Linked DNA regions of Xenopus tropicalis: region 1 is linked to region 2. Evidence: chromatin contacts called from public Hi-C data. All regions are on one chromosome and are shown on one strand. The core of a region is the stretch at or near the end of the contact, and the rest is flanking DNA. Distances in the headings are between cores, read along the strand shown.

Region 1 (3,780 bases), core at 875-3,374, 190 kb before region 2:
GGGTTCTTTAAAGACATCACTAACTGCACTTTTATAAGTAGTATTTGGCACACTAATTCTAGTGGGTATCAACAGTAAGCGATATGGCTGTGTTAATATTAAAAAGGAGAGAACATTTCTCTCAAACTGTCCCACTGCTCCCCTAGCTCTCTGAAGAAATTAGCCTAAACTTAATTACAGATGCAAGATGATTCACTAATAATAAACTTGCTTATTAACATCTCTATCACCAATGGTATAACTACCATACAGCAGAACCAGGGCATACAGTGGGGGGCAGGGGGTCTGGGATGCAGGGTCTACTGAGGGGATAGGGAAGTTGCTGTAAGGAGGCCAGAACATTATGAGTCCAGACCCATTTTGCACTTAAACATTTTAAAGGGCCAGTATACTCCCTGTTCAACAGGGCTTCAGCTAAAACATATTTGTAAGGCTCTGTTGATTATATAAGTAAATCTTGGGTATATTGAATTATTAAAGAAACAGTAAGACCAAAAATAAATGTGTTTTAAAGTAGTTAAAATATTAAGTACTGTTGCCCTGCCCTGGTATAAGTTCTGTGTTTGCTTCAGAAAGACTACTATAGTATATAAAAAGCTGCTGTGTAGCCATGGGAGCAGCCATTCAATCTGGAAAAAATGAGAAAATGTTCAGATTACATAGCAAATAACAGATAAGGTCTGTAGAATATCTGTTATCTGCTATCTAACCTGCACCATTTAGCCCTATTTTAAATTGAATAGCTGCCCCCATGGCTACACAGCAGCTTTGTTTATACAGGTACAAACTTTAGTAGTCTTTATGAAGCAAACACACAACTTTTACCAGTGCAGGGCAATAATACATTTGCACACAAAAAGAATGAGAAAGATTGCCAGCACTGAGTTTGCCTTTAAAAATAATTTTTACAAAAATGATTGTTGTAATAAACACTGGAAGAGCAAACATGTTTATGTTTACACCTATGCAAGTCACTGGCCATTTCTCTTGTACCACAACCCCTGCCATATACAGTATCAAGTTTCCCTGCAGCATGGTGTATATGGGACAAACATCCAGAATGGTCAGTAAGTGGATACAGGGACTTAAAAGTGTTACAAAGGTTAACAGAGAGATCAGCAATGTCAAAGTATTCTGCTAAAAAGGGGCCTGGTGTCCAGCAACTTAAATTTAGGAAAGTTGAAAAAGGTTGTAATGTGTATATATTGTATTCAGATTGCGATTTCTACTGGTGGCCACTAGATGGCACTGGATACATGTAGTTGGGGGAACGATTTGCTTTGAATGTGTAGCTTGACAAAGAGCCCCACAGGCTGGAAACGCTGATATTCTGTGTCCCAAACTCCTATATAAACGCATTATGATCTAGTTCCGGGAGTGCAGTCAAGTGGACTTTTGCTTATGGCACCTGTGTGCTTACCTAGTGACAGCCGCCTGCGAACACCCCCATCCTTTATGCGCCAGATGGGCGAGCAGCTTCGTGACCGAGGAAAAATATATCTACAATTTCTATTCTTGTTATCTAATCACGTGAGTGTTGGACGCGACCAAATCCTAGGGGGGGGGGGGTCGTGATGGGTAATGCTCCAGTACTCACCGGTCAGGCTCTTCAGAACCGTCCCATGAGCCCACAGGCTGAGGACTTGCTGTACTGACAGGTTGATCATGGAATGGTCCCCCCCCTGTGCTTTCATTCTCTTGCTCCGCCGCAAGGCTGCTGGAGGAGGAGGCAGGGCTATTGGTCCCGGGGCTCCCAGGCAGCTGTTCCTCCTCCTCCAGCAGCAGCACAAGGAGTTCCAACAGCAGGAGGCCAAAAAGGGACGGCCTGGGGATGAGTGGTGGGCGCAGCTGGACCGGGGAGGAGAAGCAGCCTCGCAGGGGAGACATTGAGGAAAGAATCTGCTGCTGCAGGGCTTTCCCCAGCCTTCCCAAGTCCTGCAGACACCCAGCGATCCGCTATACCTCTGCCAGCAATGGCCGGCTCCAGCCCTGTGAATGTGTGCAGTGCCCGGTGCTGAGCAGCCAACCTGCTGCCACCAACACCATCATCATCTGTCCCCTCCTTCCTGGGATCATCAGCATCACCCGAGCCACCATCATCATCTTGGAGGAGGAGACTGGCACAGCCGCTGGGGGAAGCTGGAGAGAGAGACAGTGCCCAGCAGGGGCAGGGAGGGCAGGGATCGGCTGGTGCCTTGCACTTTACAAAACTTCCCTCTGTCTTTTTCACTTTCTGTCCCACCAACAGGGCCTGGCCCTTACCTGGCCATTTAGTTTCGTGCCATAGCTAGTAAGCAGCTTCTTTCTGTTGTGTGCATATGGTGCAGCTTTATAGCGCTGTGTGTACAGTAGCTCACTGTCCCAGGCCAGGGTTGCTGCCTTGTTGGTACAAATGATGCTTCATTCCAAGGTAATTAATAAAACATATTTAATAAAGGTAAAACAATGACACAGCTTCTTTTTCCCAAGGTAGTTGCAGCTAATCAGATGTTTACTCTCAACTATTGAACTTGGATATCCTAATTGACAATGCATTGCCAGGCTGCTTAGAGCCAGACCAAACCTTCTGAATATGGCACATGATTAGTGCCTGGTGTATACATAGACTTATGTAATGAGATGAGATAAATGGAACTGCTGGCTGTAGCAAAACCTGCAGAATACAATCAGGGCCACCATCAGAAATCACTGGGCCCCTCACAATAAAGTTTTCTGCCCCCCCCCTTCTCCCACACCCCCAATGGCCCCTCCCATCAATACAAAGGACATAAAACTTTGGTAGCCAGGGCCCCCTAAAACATTGGTGTCCAGTTACATTTTTCATTGGTGCCAGGGCAGGTACCCCCTAAAACATTGTTAGCCAGCCCAGGGCTCCCCTAAACAGCCAGTGCTCCCCTAAACAGCTTCCCCCCAAAGCATTCTCCAGCTTCCCCCAGGCCCCACCCAAAGCATCCTCCAGCTTCCCCCAGGGCCCCCCCACAAAGCATCCTCCAGCTTCCCCAAGGGCCCCCCCACAAAGCATTCTCCAGCTTCCCCAAGGGCCCACCACAAAGCATTCTCCAGCTCCCCAAGGGCCCCCCCACAAAGCATTCTCCAGCTTCCCCAAAGGCCCCCCCACAAAGCATTCTCCAGCTTCCCCCAGGGCCCCCCCACAAAGCATTCTCCAGCTTCCCCCAGGGCCCCCCCACAAAGCATTCTCCAGCTTCCCCAAGGGCCCACCACAAAGCATTCTCCAGCTCCCCAAGGGCCCCCCCACAAAGCATTCTCCAGCTTCCCCAAAGGCCCCCCCACAAAGCATTCTCCAGCTTCCCCCAGGGCCCCCCCACAAAGCATTCTCCAGCTTCCCCCAGGGCCCCCCCACAAAGCATTCTCCAGCTTCCCCAAGGGCCCCCCCACAAAGCATTCTCCAGCTTCCCCCAGGGCCCCCCCACAAAGCATTCTCCAGCTTCCCCAAGGCCACCACCCCAAAGCATTCTCCAGCTTCCCCCAGGGCCCCACCCCAAAGCATTCTCCAGCTTCCCCCAGGCCCCCACCCCAAAGCATTCTCCAGCTTCCCCCAGGCCCCCACCCCAAAGCATTCTCCAGCTTCCCCCAGGGCCCCACCCCAAAGCATTCTCCAGCTTCCCCCAGGCCCCCACCCCAAAGCATTCTCCAGCTTCCCCCAGGGCCTGCCTGCTGCCGTGGTGTCCTCCGGTATGTGCCGCAGCTCCTAGCTACGTCAGCACGCACGGGCGCAACCTTATAAAAGCGGAGAAGTAGCGGCACATAGCGGAGGACGCC
Region 2 (3,753 bases), core at 159-2,658:
CAAAAAATGATCAACACGACCTATAGGCAACTTTTTATGTAGATTCATATTTTAAAAAGTTGTTTTTTCGTGTCAGTATCACTTTAAGGCTTTATGATGCCTTATTAGGGATTTGTGGAACCTATCTTTCTCAGGTTCCTGGGGGGCCACATTTGCTGTTCTGGCCTGAGTTGAGAGCTGCTGCTGAATGTTTGCCGGCTCCTCATCTGAGAACAAGGCCAAGGTCCCTGTCAGTCTTGGAATTTACACTCACAGCTAGCAGGTCGGCACCATTTTGTGGATACTGTTATTAAGGAAAGCTTTGTATCGCCCCAAAATCTTATACATTTAACATCTAGGTGATATCAAGGAAGTACAGAATGGAATATTAAAGTAATTGCAATTAAAAATCTGAGCGGCATAGAGGCAGGGCAGGCAATATATGATTGACAGCTCAGATTTTTAAATCCATTTATAACAGGTATGCAGGGTCGGACTGGGCTGCCGGGACACCGGGAAAAATCCCGGTGGGCCCCAGCCCTAGTGGGCCCCAGCGGCCCACTCCGACCCTAGCCGGCGCTCCCCCCTACTGACTGTTCCTCCCCGACGTGTTCAATTTATACGCACTCGGGGAGGACGTCAGGCGGGGGCCCTGCGGGGGGGTTAGGGGGGCCCCTGGGGGGGGGTTAGGGGACGTGGCTGGGGCACCTGCACCCCCCAGTCCAACCCTGCAGGTATGGATAATTTAATTAAAAAAAAGAATTTGGGTTTCATTTTTAATCATTAAAGGACTTTTATTAAACAGCTTTTTATGTGTGGGTGCCAGGTCTCCTTAAAAGTAACTGTAGATCTTACAATAATCTTGATATTGCACTTGCTCAAGAAGCCACTCTTAACTGCATGAATAGAACCTGCCACAGCAACCTCACCGCCCTCACCCTAAAGAACCACATACACTGCAACAAAGTTCTGTTCCTCAAGTCCAAACACTGCCCACTTGTTCTTTTCTATGCAAATAAAAAAAAAACTCCCCACTTTTCATGATCCAGGCCCTTTGTGCACAATCACTATCCCTGATATTGCTTCATTAATCTAATTGCTAATAGCAATAACGAGTGGGAACTTTAATAGTCAGTTGTTGGGTAAGTTAGCTCTTTGTCCGGTATAGGTTATGAAGCATTTACCTTTCACCCACACATGCTCTAATAAGCCTGTCTAAACCGCTTCCTGTTGCGAGGCAAAGCTGCACTTTACTCCCGCCCATTTCCCCGCACATCCCCGCCTCCTGACCGATCCTGTCCTGTGCAACTCTCCTCCCCAGTGCAGCTGCCGCAGTGACAGCCTTTCATATACTTTGCTAAGGGACAAAGGGGCGTGGCATCTGTCGTCTACCGGCTTGTCCACCATGCTAATCTGATTGGTCGTCAATCGCTGAAGGACCAATAGGCGTAAGAGAGGGGAGGAGCGGCGCGATGACCGTGCGATGAGCGGCCCTTGGAAGAGGTTCCGTTTCATTGTTTGCAGCTCCCGGACCAGGGGAAGTAGGGAGACCAGACGCTACCGGAGCCTCTGCTCTGATCCCGGCTTCCTTCCTGTGAGTGCGAAGGGCAGTTTGCCAAGGTCACCCATACATCGCTGGGCACCTACAGGGAAACACACTCATTATGGGCATGGTGGCTTGTACACATATACACTCCTGGCACTACACACATACAGTGAGAGGGTCGCACAGTAGGATCATAATTCTCTTATTAGCAGCATTACTAGGACATCTCGTTGTTCCACAGGGTTGGGCACAAATGTGCATAGTAGCATTGTTGTAGGACCATCGCATAAGTGCCAACATATGTCACCAGACTGAACCCAAACTCAGCTGCAACTGTATGGACCACTGGCTTTAGGGGAATGATGCTGCATTACATACAATTATGTGCTGGTTATGAGGATTACATATACATTTTTAAAAGTTAATAAAGTTATTTATGAGATAGAATAGACACATGTTAAACAGCTTTGTCACACACACACACATATATATATTATATCAGTAACTCTTGATCAGTTCCTACACACAGAGGGAAGTAGGGATTCTTTTATCCTGCCTGGTTTTGTCATTAGCTAAAACTGCTGGCAAAGATGTACAGAGCATAGAGATCACATAACTGCAGTGTCCAATGAAAATAAGCCAAGGCGGTGCTGTGTTAGTCATTCTAGGCTAGAACACTATGCTCTCGCTTTGCTAGATTCCATCATTCTATGTGGCGTGTAGCAACTGCAGCCGCAGGCAATTTATAGCAAGTACTTTATATGGGTTATTCCCCAAATCAAGGTGTGTTTTTGTTATACTTATTAAGCTTATCCTTTAAAAAAGAACAAGGTTTAATGGGGGTTTGACCTTTTATATGTTGTAGGTGGCATAATTCTAAGACAAATTGCTGTTGGTCCATGGTTTTTATCTATGGTTTTAGAAGTATTTGCATACCTTATTCTGCAGCTAAATTCAGGTATGGAATTTAAACTTGTATCTAGTTGCTAGAGGGTTAATCAGCCCCTATAAAATGAAATATGATTAGCAGAGGGCCTGACAAGGAAAATAAGAATTACAGAAATAAGAATAGTTACACAACTGAAGCTTTATACTGAGTCTTTTTTTTTTTTTTTTTTTTGCTATTGTTGGGAGTCAGTGAATCCTAGTAATCAGACAGCATTTTCAGCTACAGACTAAAAATAGGCAGTTGGGGAAGGTGAATAATTACCATAGGAACCAGTTGCTTAGAATGGTCCTGTAACATACCATAGGTTATATAACGGTGAACTGGCTCTTTAAGTCTTCCAATCCTGTTATGTTGTTGGTAATTGATGGTGCAGGTACCCACTATTTAAAGGGGTTGTTTACCTTTAAATTAACTTTTAGTATGACATAAACATTGATATTCTGAAGCAATTTGCAGGTGGTTTTCATTTTGGATTTTTTTGTGGTTTTGAGTTTTTAGCTTTTTGTTCAGCAGTTCTCCAGTTTGGAATTTTAGCAGCTATCTGGTTGCTAGGGCCTTGTTTACCTTAGCAACCAGGCAATGGTTCGAATACGTGACTGGAATACCGATAGGAGCGGGACTAAATAGAAAGATAAGGAATTAAAAGTAACAATAATAATAAAATGATAACCTCACAAAGCTACAGTTTTTTTTTTTTTGCTGGAGTAAGTGACCCCATTTGTAAGCTGGAAATATGTAGAACAGAAAGGCAAATAATAATAATAACAAAAATAATCACAATGAAGACCAATGGCAATGTAGCTAAAAATAAGACATTTTATAACATACTAAAATAACATAAAGGTGAAAAACTTCTTTAAGCATGATAGACCAAGAGGGAGAGACAAGGGGCTGAAGCATGAAAAGCTTTGAAGCAAAAGCCTCGTCATCCATTGAGTGCCAAAATTAGTTTTGCAGTAATATTCATTGCTCATTGTAGTCTTTATTTCTGCAGCTGAGAGCCATAAGGAAAGATATGTATTAGAGGGTTTTATCTTCTTTCTCTCTTAAATGGAAATGTTCCTAAAAGTGCAGAAATCTTAACCATTAATTTATGTTTTCATTCTAAAATGTTTGCTTATTCTGTTGTGTATAAATGTTCTCTGTTCCAGTGACAGAGAAGTTAACACTTGTAATTGGTATGTTGTTATCAAATCCATGTTACATCTTTCTGGCAGCTTTAAAGGTCAAAGAAAGGCAAAGTCACTTGGGGGTGCCAAAATGTTAGGCACCCCCAAGT

Evidence for each region. A called contact is a pair of places that touch in the nucleus more often than the background predicts.
Region 1: a contact with region 2 is called in a Hi-C map of neurula embryo, with 4 times the contacts expected there. The contact joins the promoter of tmem170b here to the promoter of smim13 in region 2. A contact is called at or near these places in 4 of 5 Hi-C or Micro-C datasets (brain, gastrula embryo, neurula embryo and 1 more).

The regions. Positions count from the first base shown.
Region 1 is chr6:90,939,296-90,943,075 of UCB_Xtro_10.0, reverse strand. tmem170b (transmembrane protein 170B) reads right to left here and starts at 2,124. Exons shown (of 3, transcript XM_018095029.2): 1 at 1,598-2,124. The coding sequence starts at 1,694.
Region 2 is chr6:90,752,035-90,755,787 of UCB_Xtro_10.0, reverse strand. It overlaps smim13 (small integral membrane protein 13), which reads left to right and starts at 1,408. Exons shown (of 3, transcript XM_002932667.5): 1 at 1,408-1,573.